3 separate regions of the Mus musculus genome follow, and all the other regions are linked to region 3. The links are chromatin contacts, called in public ChIA-PET and Hi-C maps. All regions are on one chromosome and are shown on one strand. Each heading gives the region's core, a stretch centred on a gene start, on an enhancer-like site or on the middle of the called end of the contact. The rest is flanking DNA. Distances are from core to core; before and after follow the strand shown. Region 1 has its middle 39 kb from the start of Gm34499. Region 2 has its middle 18 kb from the start of Gm34499. Region 3 has its middle 200 kb from the start of Gm34499.

The links. Hi-C and Micro-C count contacts between places; a contact is called where the count stands out from the background. ChIA-PET counts read pairs in DNA pulled down with a chosen protein or histone mark.
Region 1: a contact with region 3 is called in a Hi-C map of liver, with 2.8 times the contacts expected there. The contact joins two enhancer-like sites. A contact is called at or near these places in 3 of 484 Hi-C or Micro-C datasets (liver and nephron progenitors) and 2 of 115 datasets of contacts at active chromatin or transcription factors (kidney and liver).
Region 2: a contact with region 3 is called in an H3K27ac ChIA-PET map of liver, with 7 times the contacts expected there. The contact joins two enhancer-like sites. A contact is called at or near these places in 3 of 115 datasets of contacts at active chromatin or transcription factors (intestinal villus epithelium, kidney and liver) and 1 of 9 other capture datasets (embryonic trunk).

The regions. Positions count from the first base shown.
Region 1 is chr14:46,257,449-46,261,836 of GRCm38.p6, reverse strand. No RefSeq gene overlaps it. Among named protein-coding and RNA genes, the nearest start is that of Gm34499, 39 kb to the right of the region's middle. Within about 2 kb of position 1,311, at least 8 of the 459 cell types and tissues checked have an H3K27ac peak or open chromatin away from gene starts, as enhancers often do. A contact at or near this core is called in liver, where this site is marked.
Region 2 is chr14:46,200,280-46,205,197 of GRCm38.p6, reverse strand. No RefSeq gene overlaps it. Among named protein-coding and RNA genes, the nearest start is that of Gm34499, 18 kb to the left of the region's middle. Within about 2 kb of position 2,162, at least 3 of the 459 cell types and tissues checked have an H3K27ac peak or open chromatin away from gene starts, as enhancers often do. A contact at or near this core is called in liver, where this site is marked.
Region 3 is chr14:46,016,248-46,020,695 of GRCm38.p6, reverse strand. No RefSeq gene overlaps it. Among named protein-coding and RNA genes, the nearest start is that of Gm34499, 200 kb to the left of the region's middle. Within about 2 kb of position 3,170, at least 18 of the 459 cell types and tissues checked have an H3K27ac peak or open chromatin away from gene starts, as enhancers often do. A contact at or near this core is called in liver, where this site is marked.

The sequences.
Region 1 (4,388 bases), core at 62-2,561, 240 kb before region 3:
ACATTCAGGCTATTTTTCAGAGAGTCTACATTCCAATACCATTCTCGTCTGGTGAGTATCCTCATTGTTAAAGCCCCCAATAGTGAGGTGGGTTTTTGTTTGTTTGTTTGTTTTGTTTTGTTTTTTGTTTTAATTTCCTTCTCAATCCGTCATTTGTTCTGGTCATGAATTGAGAGCTGTTGTGTTTATAAAAAGATAAAGAGAGAGGGAATATGATTGGTAGATGTACAGTCAGGTGTGGGGGAAGGGGAGCCTCTGCAGACCCATGCTGAGGCATCCCTTGGCCCTGAGGGACCAGCCTCAGGGCAGATCATAGAGTATAGAATAGTTTATTCAGGGCATGGAGAGAGGAGTTGAGAGGGTAATAAGAGACAGAGAAAGGCAGAGGGGGGGAGAGGAGAGGGGAGAGGAGAGGAGAGGAGAGGAAGAAACTGGGCATGAGCAAGTGGAGAGAGAGAAGGAGGGGAAAGGGAAGAAAGGGGGGAAGGGGCGAGAGGACAGAGCAGGAACAAGAAGGAAAGAGCAAGAGAGAGAGGAGGAGACAAGCAACCCTTTTTATAGTGAGTCAGGCATACCTGGTCATTGCCAGGTAATTGTGGGGCAGAGCTTAGACAAAAACGCCAACAGGAACCATCTTCTCTCTCTCACCCAAATCTCCTGTTACTTATAGTCACAAAATCTGTTTGCTCTAGGTGTGAGTTGGTAGCAGTATCTGTGGTCTTTTATCTACACATGTCTCTTACTTAGGCAGCATCTTTCTCTTGAGTAGCAAATGTCTTAATTTACATGAGTGAAAAGAAGAATCATTGACTTGTTCACAGGTCAAGTTTAGGAGTGGGCCTTTGAATGTTGAAGGATCCAGACTGACATTAAGGATTCTAACTTTCTTCACAAAGTGGGTTGTGCCTAATGCTTTCCTGGCAAATTCAATCCCAGCAGACCCCCTTCCTCCCTCCCTCCCTCCTTTTCTTAGTTCAATCACTCAGTCTCCAGCTCTTGATCAGAATGGTCCAACTGGGATCACTTGTGGTCCCTGAGCCAGTGACTCTCACCTCTCACTGGAGGTTTGGAATCTGCTAACTGCAGAAGCCTGGCACCTTTGTGTCCTTCAAATATGCAAATGAAATCCAGCCTTTCAGGACTTAGGTGAGGGGAGGCACAGAGTACTGTTTACATAGAAATCGGGGGTACTGGCAAGGAAAAGGGGCTGGTTGCTAGCTAGGAGAAACCATGCTGTGTTCATTCCAGCCTCCTTAGTCTGACTAGCCCTTTCGGAGCCCTGGTTTCTGTGTTAGTGGAGTTTGAACCTTACCCATCTCGGTCAAGAGAACTATGGAACACTTTCACTTAATATTAACAGAAAATCATGACCACAGCCTGAGACAGTGCTATGCTGATTTCCCCACTTTCAGAAGTGTGTGTGTGTGTGTGTGTGTGTGTGTGTGTGTGTGTGTGTGTGTAATACCTTGCTAGTCTCTTCTCTCCTGCTTGCTAACACCAGCTGGCAATAAGAAAGGTCTTCAGTAGAATGTGCCATTCGCCTCTTTGCTGACCTCTCATTCCTTACCCCTGATTCCTGGTATCCCCTTTGGTCTGAAAGCGTGGCTTCACTCCAGAGATTTCTTGGTGCTGCCATGGCTCATCTATGTGCAGTGGAAGCCTAGTGGGTGCCTCACTGGCTGATTCTGACCACTTAGCAGCAATATAGTTTGTTCCCTGGTGGATGTGGCAATGATATGCTGGCTAAGTCATATCACTCAAGATTAAGTTAAGGTTAAGGTCCCCAACATTCGGCTGCATTTCACTTCCTAGGGTCTTTTGAGTGAACGTTAATGAAGCCTGCCCCATGGACAGTGGTCAGCAAGGGCGATTGTAGTTGGATGAGCCATGGCAGCACCAAGAAATCTCTGGAGTGAAGCCACGCTTTCAGACCAAAGGGGATACCAGGAATCAGGGTTAAGGAATGAGAGGTCAGCAAAGAGGCAAATGGCACATTCTACTGAAGACCTTTCTTATTGCCAGCTGGTGTTAGCAAGCAGGAGAGAAGGGACTAGCAAGCCCAGCCTTTGGCTTGTGTTCTTAGACGGTCCCTCTCTGACATATCATCACTTTGTTTTTATTTGTTCCTATTGGTGAGTTCTTCAAGAGCCCATTGCTTGATTTTTGTTTGTTTGTTTTGTTTTGTATTAGCTGAGTGCATACTACATATGTAGATTATTCTTTGTCTATCAAACAAGAATGTAGCTAGATGGCATTTACATTTCCACTTGACAGATGGGGAAACTTAGTCTTAGTGAGGAAGAGCAATAGCTTGCCACAGAGCTCTGGAGACAAGCCTGGGCTGCAGGTCTGTAGGAGCCCAGTCACCTGGTATTTAGTGAATGAGTGCTTTGGAAACCCATGTGTGCAAGATGCAAGTGCACACCCTCTGGTGCCTCCGGAGCTCCCCTCCAGTGAAGGATCTGGAGGAGCCAGAAGAACGGATATAGAGCTTGACCTCAAAGCCACTTGTGCAGCTGGGGACTCCAGGCAGATTTCAGATGCTCTTTTCTCTGGTTTTTACCTTTCTCTTTCTCACTTCAGGTGATGTGTAGCCTAGGTTTCCAAGTACCTGGTAGTTCTCTCTCCAGCCTTCCTTCCTCTTCAAACAGTTCTATAACTGCTTGAACCTCCTAGGGGTTCTAATTGAATCTCACTTTGAACATGTGTGGAGAGGGCCTGTACTAGGACTTCCTGGGCAGAATGCATATAATAGGAGCTTAGCTAGTGTTTAGTTTTTATGGACAATCACAAAGTCCTCTTCAGTTTACTTTGGCTTCCTTCAGCAAGGCTGGAGTTGGTTGAGAAGGGGCCGCTCTTTCATCGCCTTCATGTTCTCCTCCCACTTAGTAGGTTCTCCGTGAAGACCGTGAGCTCATTCAGCACTCACAGACGATGTGTAAACCATGTGTGTTGATCTAACTAAACCACTGAAGATGTATCGTTATTCTTTCACAGGTTGTAGGATTTTTTTTTTCAGAACTGGAAATCTTTTGAACATTGACACTTCGTTTTCTCCTTTAAATGGTCATAGTATAGAAAGCAAAACAAAACCCCTCTCAACTTTAGCCTCTGAGGTACAATATTTAACTACTCAACATTCTTTGTTTTGCATAAAGAAATGTTTAACCACGGTTTCTCAGGGAGCAGTCAGATGGTCCACTTTAAAAACAAATGTGCACATACAGATAAGTAAAAGAAAGCATCGTTTTCTCAAAGGGCAACAGTTTGGAGAGTTCAGTATTGCTCTATTTTTGTTTGTTTGTTTTTCTCATATTTTTTTAATCTTCCCCAAAGCTCAGATCTGCCTGGACAAGTGCTTCATCCTTTGGGATAGAAGTCATGGTCAATGTGCTTGCTGAGATATTGTGCCCAGTCATTGCTGTAGGTGGGATCATAAAATTAATCACGTGCCTATGAGATACTTATGACCCAACCGGAGTGACAGTGAGTCTACACAAATGTAACTAAAGGAAATACTGGGTTTTCTAGTATTTTAAAGATCTTTAGTTTGAACTTCCCAGTTTTAGGTAAGGAACTGCTAAGACAGATACTGGAGATACGGGTTTTGGCCCAGACAGACAGTACAGATGCAGGTTGAGGCCAAAGTCTTAGAGAGCATTGAACATTAAAGATACAACCAGAATTTGTTCACCAATACCCTTTCTTCTATTTATAGCCCTTTTGCAAACCATAAGAAAATCTAATCTTGGATTTTTAAAAAACAAAACAAAACAAAACAAAACAATTCCCTTTCATTAGATTGTTAGCAACCTGACAGAGCCGGCCAGAATGGCAGGCTTGTCACTGACAAGTCTTATCAGGGATGATCACTGTAGACCAGGAAGCTGCCTCTCTCTGTGATGGATACATGGGCTATTCAGTGTCAGATGGGGAGGCAGGGGTCGGAGTCTATAGAGAACAGGCCAATGAAAATACAATCCAAGTCACAAATACAAGCTGTGTATAGGATTTTAAATTCTAGTAGCCACAAAAATAAATAAATAAATAAATAAATAAACCAGAAGCAGGCAATGCTATTTTTTAGTAGGATTTTATTTAATCCCTTATATCAAGACTTTCACTTCAATATGTAATTGATATGAACAAACTAAGTTTACTTTGGCTTTTGTGTGTTAAGCCTGAGAACATGTCTTAAATGTTTCATAGTGACAACTGTCTGGCTTTTATATATGACAGATGAGGTCTGGAGGCATCAGGCACTGGATGAGTGGGAGGGTGGCAGAGGGCCAGGTGCCTTGGCCTGTCTGGGAGTTATTAGAGGAAGCGTCTCAAAATGGAACTTGAGTAGAACTAGCTTGTGGGTCTGACTAACGTGCAGGTTCCGA
Region 2 (4,918 bases), core at 913-3,412, 190 kb before region 3:
AGTTTGACTAGTAAGACGTTGTGCAATTGGAGGCACTCATTTCGCACTAGCGACTCCTCATTCCCAGTGTTCTTCACTAGGTTGTGATCAGAGTTACTGGGAGCTGGCAGGTGCAATCCTTATGTTTTCTCCTCCTGGTTTCAGAGGGTTTTGTCCTTAGGTTCTTGGGGCATAGTGGCTTGAGCAGGAAGCCATAATGGTAGGAATGTGTAGAAAAGATCTGTCAGCATCACTTGGCAGAAAGGAGTCAATGAGAATACAAGAAGAGCCAGGACACAGCACTTAGGGACACGCCCCAGTGACATACTTTGTCCAGGTAGGATCCTCTCCCTACTGCTCACCATCACCCAGTAATGTCATTTTCTTTTTTTTTTTTTTAAATGAATCCAGCATTAGTTCTGGGTCCACCTGATCTCATCTTGGCAAATGCCTTCAGAGGTTTGCACCGCTGACCCATACATTTCTTAATCCAGTCAAGTTGACACTCAAAATCAAATACCACAGTAAGGCTGTTATTTTAGATTTCATTATCCTTGTGGCTTAAAAACAAAACTTTGTTTTAAATTTTGAATGATCAGGGGGTAACAAGCAGGGACAGTACAGGTGGATCTGTGAATGCCTCCTCTAGATCCTACCAGCATCCACACCGAACATATTGGATAGTAGCCATGGCGGGAATATACTATGCATAGTGTATGTATAGTTCATGTCTGTCTTTATACTGCTGTGTTTGGAAGTTCTTTATGTAGTCTAGTGCTTGCTAGATATGTTGTTTGTAAATACTTTCTTCCAGCCACCTCCCCACCTCTCTCCTTATCACTCTAGCCTGACTCTGTTTTTTTCTGAGACAGGGTTTCTCCATGTAGCGGTGGCTGTCCTGGAACTCACTCTGTATGTAGATCATGCTGGTCTTAAAATCTCAGAGATCCACCTGCCTATGCCCCCCCCCACAAGTGATAGGATTAGAGGTGTACACCACCAGCCCAGCTGTCTTTTCTCCTTTTAATAAAACATTTAATTTCAATCAAGTCCAGCATAACATACTTTGGTCTAATGGATTTTGCTTATGTTTTATGCCTACATGCAGTTCTTCAAGCCCTGAGTTTAGAAGACTTTCTGCTCTGCTATTTTTGAAAAATCATTGTATCGTTTATTTTTATCATGTTATGGTTTATTTGTTTTAGTTTAGGTGTATGAGTGTTTTGCGTGAATATATATCTGTGTATCATGAACATGCCTGGTGCTCCCAGGGATCAGAAAAGGGCATTGGGACTTGAATAATAAATGATTGTGAGCCTCTATATAGGTGCTGGGACTCAAACCTGGGTCCTCTGGAAGGGCAACAAGTGATCTAACCACTGAGCCATCACTCCAACCCCTCTAGTTTTCTGTTTTACACTACATTTATGATCATTTGAGTTGATGACTTAATTTTCAGATATCCTATTTAATTTATATGTTTTTAACCTATGGATGACTAATGGCTTCTATAACATTTATGAAAAACAACACCCTTCTTCCACCTATGTTTTAACCTTTGTTGAAACTCAGTTGGCTGCACTTCAGTGGCCATTTCTAGATTTTTAGAATTTGATCTGTATAAGGTTGATTACTATAACTAGTGGGTCTTGACTCAGAAAAGGCGACTCTTCTCCCTCTCCTCCTCCTCTTTCAACATGTTTTAGTTTCTCTTAACATTGAATATAAATTTTATGACAATTTGGTAAATATCTACCTCCCCTCAAGGTTTTTATAAAGCTTATGGTAAACATATATATCACTTTTGGGGGAGGGGTTGAAATCTTTACTATATATTGATTTTGAGAGATCTATCTACTATTAAATGTTTCTCTAACTACCTAGGTATTTTTAAATTTCACTCATTAGCATGAAAATCTGTTTTGGTTGTGAGGCCTCACTAAGGGTTTCTTTATTTTGAAAAGGTGCAAATAACACCATGCTTTTCGTCTGTCCTCGTGTACGCTGTTACTGGTTCATAGAAGCAGAAGTGACTTTTTGTGTCGCTTTGTTTTGTTTTATCAATGTCTCCAAATCTGAGTAATTTTGAAGAAAGGGTGTTAATTAGCTGACAGTTTTAGAGGCTAAACATGTAAAATCGGGCAGCTCTGTTTCTCTTTTGACGTTGGTGAGGACTCTGTTGGGTGACAGCCAAGTGGAGCAAAGGACAGAGGTCTGTGTTCCTAACTGACCAAGCATGCAGGGAGGACATGCTTGATTCTTCTAAAATAAATGACTTATTTTACTTTGCTTGTGTGGATGTTTCCCCTGCATGTATGTAAATGTCCCATGTGCATGTGGTCCCTGAGGAGGTCAGAAACCAGTGTCAGATCCCTGAGAACAGGTGATATAGATGGTTATGAGCTACCATGTGGGTGCTGGGAATTGAACCACGGTTCTCTGCAAGAGCAAAAAGGGCTCTTAGCTATGTAGTCATTTCTCTAGTCTGCATTCATATTGTAATAGCCTATTCTTTTAGAGCTAACTCACTTTATATAAGATCAGAGTTCATCTCTTTCAGAGGCAATGGCCTTCCAATCTAATTAGTTTTTCCTAGATGTTGTCTCTCAAAGGCTTTATGTTTTCTTACCATCACCATGCTGGGGATCATGCTACCAGCTCATGAAACTTTGGAGAACAAACCACACCCAAGGCAGAACATTTACATCCTGCTCCAGTTTCTAAACTATGTGTTACTTCTGTAGTAGTTGCTCTTGCTGTCAAAAAAAAAAAAACAAAAACAAAAACAAAACAAAACAAAACAAAAAAACACCTGGCATGCAGTTTAAGGAAGAAGGGTTCCGTTTGGCTTACAGGTGAGTGCACATCCCACCACGGAAGGAGAGACACAGTGGCAGGAGCTGGAGGTGGCTGGTTACATTAAATCCAAACTCAGGAAGCAGCGAGAAGTGGATGCTGGTGCTCAGCTCAAATTCAGCTTTGTATTTCATCCAGAGCCCCGTCCCATGGAATGATATGAGCCACAGTTAAACTGATACCCTCAGTTAAAGCCTTAAGACCTTTCTGAGAACACCCCCAGAGACATACCCACCTGTGGTTCGGTGGTGATTCTGAATCCAGGCAAGCTGACCACCCTGTTTAGCCGTCCAACTTCCATGGACACTTTTTAAAAAGAAGTGTTTAAACTTTTCATGTAGGCTACAGTGTCTTCTGTAAATAGGAACAGTCCGATTTCTCACTTTTAGACGTAGGTACCTTTTATTTCCTTTTGTTGTTTGACTTCAATGGCCAGAACTTCTAGTACTGTGCTGAAGGACACAGTAAGAACATGTATTCTTCCCTTGTCTGCAACTGTGGTGGTTGGAATGAGAATGGCTCCCACAAGCTCCTATGTTTGAATACTTGGTTCCCAGTTGGTGGAACTATTTGGGAAGGATTAGGAGGTGTGGTCTTGTTGGAGCAGGTGTGTCACTGGGGCTTTGACATTTGCATGTTTGCATGTCTAAATAGTTTTTTCCATATTTTTTCTCTTTATTTAGCTTGGGATGTTATATTTTACTCCTTTAGTTACTTGAAAATATTTAGTCCTCATTTTAAAATTTTACAAGATTTAATTTGCAAAATACATTTATTATCCATCCAAATAATATAAATATCTCACAATAGCTTATCTTTGATGATAGCTTACCCTGTGTCTTTGTAATAGAGCATTTGAGTATTATTTTTTTTTCTAGAATATGCAAGACACTACTATTGCTTATGCTCCCAATGTTTGTGTCAGTGCATACATTTATTAAATTCTCTTTTGGTTTTCTGCATCCAATACTTTCCATGTTAGAACATTGCTCTGCTAGAGATACAGGAAGGCTTCCTCTGGTTAAGTTGGTAGCTAGCACTCCGTTTTATTTTATGAAAATGTCTTTATTTTGTATTCACTTTGAAAGATAATTTCACTGGAAGTAAAATTCTAAGTTTGTAGTTATTTTCTCTAGTTCTTTTGAGGATACTCTGTCATTTGGTTTTCATTAGCATTGCCCAGAAGTCAGCTCTTCATCTGTTCTTTATCCCTTTGAAGGACAATTGTCAGCTCTCTCTACTTTCTTTGAAGAAGTTCCCTGACATAATTGTGTGTGCACCTAGCAATATAGTTTCAAGAGATACAAAGTAACAACATCAGAATGGCAGAGAAATAACAACCTGCAATTTTTGCTGGAAGTTTCAAAGTGTGTTATTCAGGAAATAACAGATCGAGGCTGGCTTTATAAAGCAGACATCTTTAAGATCTGAAAAACATAATTAGTAAGTTCAGGCTACTATAATGGCCTTTTGACCAGGAAGAAATTCGGGTTTTCTAGTATAAAGGCAGAATCTACGAAAGTTTATTTTGTAATAATCTGAGAGATCTCAACTTCATGTCAAAAGACCGATCTTAAAATATATTGCAGTGAAATCAGAAATTAGAAGCAAAAGATTAACTTACAAAAGCCTAGGTTTTAAAATGAAATAACCATTAGGGATAGAAAAGGAAGTTGCTTGCTTCTCTGTAAGAAGATCTCTCATCCCTGAATGGTGTAGCTGAGTGCGACAGGACCGAATCTTAAGTAGCCAATGATGGAGACCTTTGGCATGAGGCTCTCTGGGGCTTATAGTTGAAAGTAGGATGAGAATACTTTTCACGTTGCCTGCTGTGGGGCCAGGGCACAGAATAATTCTTTGCAGTGACTAATTTTCACTCCAAAATATCCTAATTTGATCACTGTACTTAAAGCTGGTGATTTCCCCCATCAATCTTCTTGCTACCTCAGAAATGTCCACCACTGGGAATCTCATGTCATTCTATTTGTTAGGGTTATTTACAACTACTTCCAAATTTTCTGAGAAACTGTCTGTTTCCTTTGGATGATCCTTTTGTAGCTCTAGAGTTATTCTTTCATAGCTT
Region 3 (4,448 bases), core at 1,921-4,420:
AACAACAATAATAACTAACAGGTTAGAAATGAGGATATTCCAAACAGTGGAATGGATTTTCTTACCATTAATAGGAATCTCATTTACAATGTTCTTTTGGGGAAGTATCGAGTTGATCGTGGAAAGTGCCATTCAGTGTGCATTTAGATGTTAGGAACATACTGGGTGGCAGACAAAGAAATTGGGGGTATTGTTTGAGGTCTGCCTCCAGCCACTGTGTGATGGTATCTTTGCTTCACCATCTTCATTTCTACAGGTTGGCAAAGGCTGCCTTTACAAGTCCCCAGTGCTGAACCTCTTGGGCTTAGTGAATTAAGCATTCTGGAGAGGAAGCTGGGTTCACTTACATATCTAAAATGGAGTATTACCATCTTCTCCCTGGGAAATTGGTATCAGGTGATGGGCATGGAAAGCTTGTAGGATGATTCTGGGTTGGACAAACAAATTCCCATGGATCTCTTTACTCTTTAACTTGTGATTACATTAAGTAAGCAACTCCCTTTATACTTTTATTCAAAAATAACAAGCTGTGTTTGGAATGCTGGTATCCACTATTTATTACGCTCTCCAACCCAAACACGAAAACATTTGTACTTCTGTTATGACTTCACCTGGTGGCTTTCATTTTCCCTAACATAAAGACGGGGTGAAGCAGAGTAATAGAAAAATAGAAAACATCTTTGTCGGAAAATGAGCTCGCAGCTGTGTAACTGGAGCACACAACCATAAATCAGAATGTCAAATCCAAAACACATGACTTCGTGCAAGTTCTCCATGTGCGCTCTAATGTGACTACAGCCTGGTTGCTATTATGATTTAAAACAAAGTCTTTCATGCTAGAAACAAAATGCGGAATGTGAGCCGCCTGGGGGAGAGAGCTGTGAGCTCGCTAGCGACAGAGTCCTTGCTGTCATTGAGGTGGGCTACAGTATTTCAAGCATGGCTTTGTCAGGTGTGAGGGAACAAGAGGATACAAGAGGAAGCTTGGCAGAGATCTTCGCATGAGGGACGAATTAGCTGGCAGTGTTCAGTGCAGCTTGACAATCCGAAATGAGCTGCATTCGCCTGCCCCCACCCAAGCAGAATCCTGAAGCCAAACACAAAGATTACAGAAGTCTCCCCTTCCTGCCCATCACATAAACAAATGGCCCAGCTGTTACTGCTAGGATCCCAGTTTTAAACTTGGACTTTCTTGTATAAACTTCAATGTAATGGTATTTAAAGTGTCATAGGCAATAAGCATCTAATCCTGCTCAATAAATTGTAGGCTCGTTGCATGAACTCCTAGAGCTGTTAGAGACAGCTGTGCTTTTTTTGTAATTTAAGTCATTCCCAAACCAGGCAGCTCTCCAGGTGTGTTTTCAGACAAACAATGTACACTAGGAAAAGTGACGTGCTGAGTCTCTAGGCAGGGGGAGAGACACAAAAGAGGAAAACCTGAGGTTTAACATGGAAAAACTCAGGGGTCCTGACCTCCCTGAGAGTAATACAGGCCCACCTTCCCTCCCTCTGCTAGGTGAATGGGAGGCCAAATACCTTTGCCAGCACAATCACTATAGTTAACTGTTGGGTCAAAGCCATCTTCAAGTACCAGGAGGGAAAATGACCATTTGGGGGTTCTCAAAACAGAGCCATCAACTTCAAGAACGAGGATTAAAAAAAAGAGGGAGATAGGTCCTCTCTCAACCTCGGTAATAGCTAAAAGGATGGGCCCCATGGTTTCTATTCCCATAGTGGTTTGGAAAGAAGCCCTCAACAGGACCAGAAGAAATTGTAAGCAGGCTTCCTTTAGTTCACCGTCATCACATAGGCCTGCAATTGGTAATTATTAACAATCAAGTGGTAATTACTTCTCAGTCATCACTAAGCGGTAAGTGAATCCTCTTCAGGTGCGTAAAAGCTTCAAGGCCGTATAGTAGTTATTCTATGACTAACTGGTACGCCTGAGTACAGACTCAGGCCAAGAAGCTGCAGCCTGGGGTTCTCCCGAGCTGTTCACTGTTGGTGTTGGCTGATTCAATGAGGCCACGGAGAGGTTTGCCTCCTGGAGTCCATACCAGAACAAAGAGCTTCTTACTGCTTTGGTTTCGCTCGACGTGCACTGCACCTGTCTGGTCTCACCCGCTCGCTCTCTGCACTGTTATGGTGTTACTGTGTGTTATCTTTCAGGCTAAATATATTTTGTGTCTGCCTCGCTGTCAACAATGCAGAGAACATAGAAAAGCAAGGAAGCAGGGAGGATTCTCTGGAGACCTTCTGGGGTGGGTAGAATTTCCTCATCAACAGGCCAGTCCTGAAATGAGTCGATTCATCTTAAGGTTCTGGAAGGCCACTCAAGCTCGCAGGTGGAAGGGGTCTCAGGCTTGCTACAGCTCAGGTGGACGACTGGGAGCTATACCTCTTGCCCCAACAGAAAACTCTGGTTCTGTGTATGAACCCCGACCTGGCACACTGTCCTGAAGTTCAATTCTCCTTCCATGGCCCTGGCACTTGTAGGGCAAAGCCTGGACTTTTATTTAACCTCTGGACTTGCCTTTTCCGGGGTTTCGGGTAGTACTCCTGTTGCTCCTCTCTGAGAATCCAAACCTCAGCAGAACACTTTATGTGGAGGGAGTGGGGTAGGGGCGAAGGGGAGGGATAAGACCATGGTCCACTTATTTTTCAGTTCATAGAGCAAAAGCCCTCAGGCATTACTCAGTTTTAAGAGGAAGCTCAACAGCTCTGCATAGATTAAAGACCAAAGCAAAGAGTCTAGAAATAACTAATCTCCCGGTGTCACTTCAAACAAGTGTGGCATACCAGATATGTGTTATCTGTCAATCAATGAGACCTTCAGCTAGCCAATCAATCCCGTTTCTTCCCTCGATGCAGCTTCTAAAAGCTTACCAGAATATCACCAAATCCACAGATGTAGAGTTCAGAAGTCATTCACCCAGTGCCACAGGTAACATTTTTAAATACATGAATAACCCCACTGAGATGCTGTTTAATGTTTTGAGGGGAAGAACACGCCCCACAGATCAGAATGGTGGGTTTTTTTTTTTTATTTTCAGCTAAGAGCTGGAGAATGAAATTATTAAAGCCATCTTCTGTTCTACTTTAATTCTCACCAGCTTTTTGTGAGTTTACTTTAACAAGTAATGTTTGATTGAATTCAGGCCTGCTTTTGTTTACAAAGTGAACGAGAGCCAGCAAGTCGTGGCCTGGCTAATTTGCACATCCACTGGCTTGGTCTCCTCCCCTTTAAACAAAAATCTGGAGTTTGTGATTTATTGTTGATTTGGTTAGCTCAAATGATTTTAACGGTTAAAATTTAGCTTCCATGCCATCCTTGAGATTTCACCAACAGCATCCAACTGATTTCACTTTGCTGTATGAGGCAGAGCTGACCTCCCACTCAAAGAGAGAGAGAGAAAGAGAGAGAGAGAGAACTAAAAGAAAAGCACATATTACCTCCCAACTTACCAAGATTTCAGATGCCAACAAGAGCTGAGGATGAAAATTCACAGATGGAAAAAAACAAACTCAAGGCTGTAAATCCACCATTGTAGAAACTAAGCTGGTTTATCTGAAACAATGTCCTATCAGCATATTGGTACAATAAAAGGGTAATTGTCGATACCAGCTGCGTCCCTCTGTGTAATTAGCAACCATCATCCTCTGACAGCTGGATAAACTAGAAGTTCTCAACCCCACTAGAGTGCCAGAACCTTCCTGGAGGCCTATTCCTAGGCTGAGAGGCTGCCTGAGAAGTGCAGGGTGAATTCTATATGAACACAAAGTCCCCCCCAGTGGCTCTAGAGATCCCTGCGTCCACACTAGCCTATCTTTGGCTGTGTTTATGCTGCCTTATCTAGTCCCTCTCATCTTCTTTCTTGCTTAACCTCTCCCAACTCTATCAGTATGACTTTTGCCCCTTATTACTTGTGTGTAATATTCTCATGCATCCTGCTGTTGGGACTTGCTTCACGTGATTGTTACACCCTGCCAAAGCTGCTGGACTCTCATAGACCATTGCATTCCATCTTCAGTCAATTTCTGTTCTCCCAGCAGTAAGACAAGGCTCATCCCCAGCCTTTTCCACCCCCATGCAGATAATCCGCTAGCTCTTTGATCTAGCCCCCTTCCCGCAGTTTGCTTCCTTCATTGCGATCTCTTTGGAAATAATAAGAGGCTGACTCCATCGCTGCAGCATTAAGGGGATGATGATGGGCTTCAAGCGGAAACAGTGCACATCTCATTAACCCTGGTTCTTCAAAGCCCAGCCTAGCACATAGCATGTGGCAGATACTTAAACATTTGTTCATATCTATGTGAACATCCAAGTCAAATTTGCTTTTGGAGACTACTTTATTGACCTAGTACTTTTCAGAATGCATGTTCATCCTGTATAATCACAACGCCTTAGAAACGGGGACTCGCCTGGGTTCTGCTGAATCCGGGGAAAC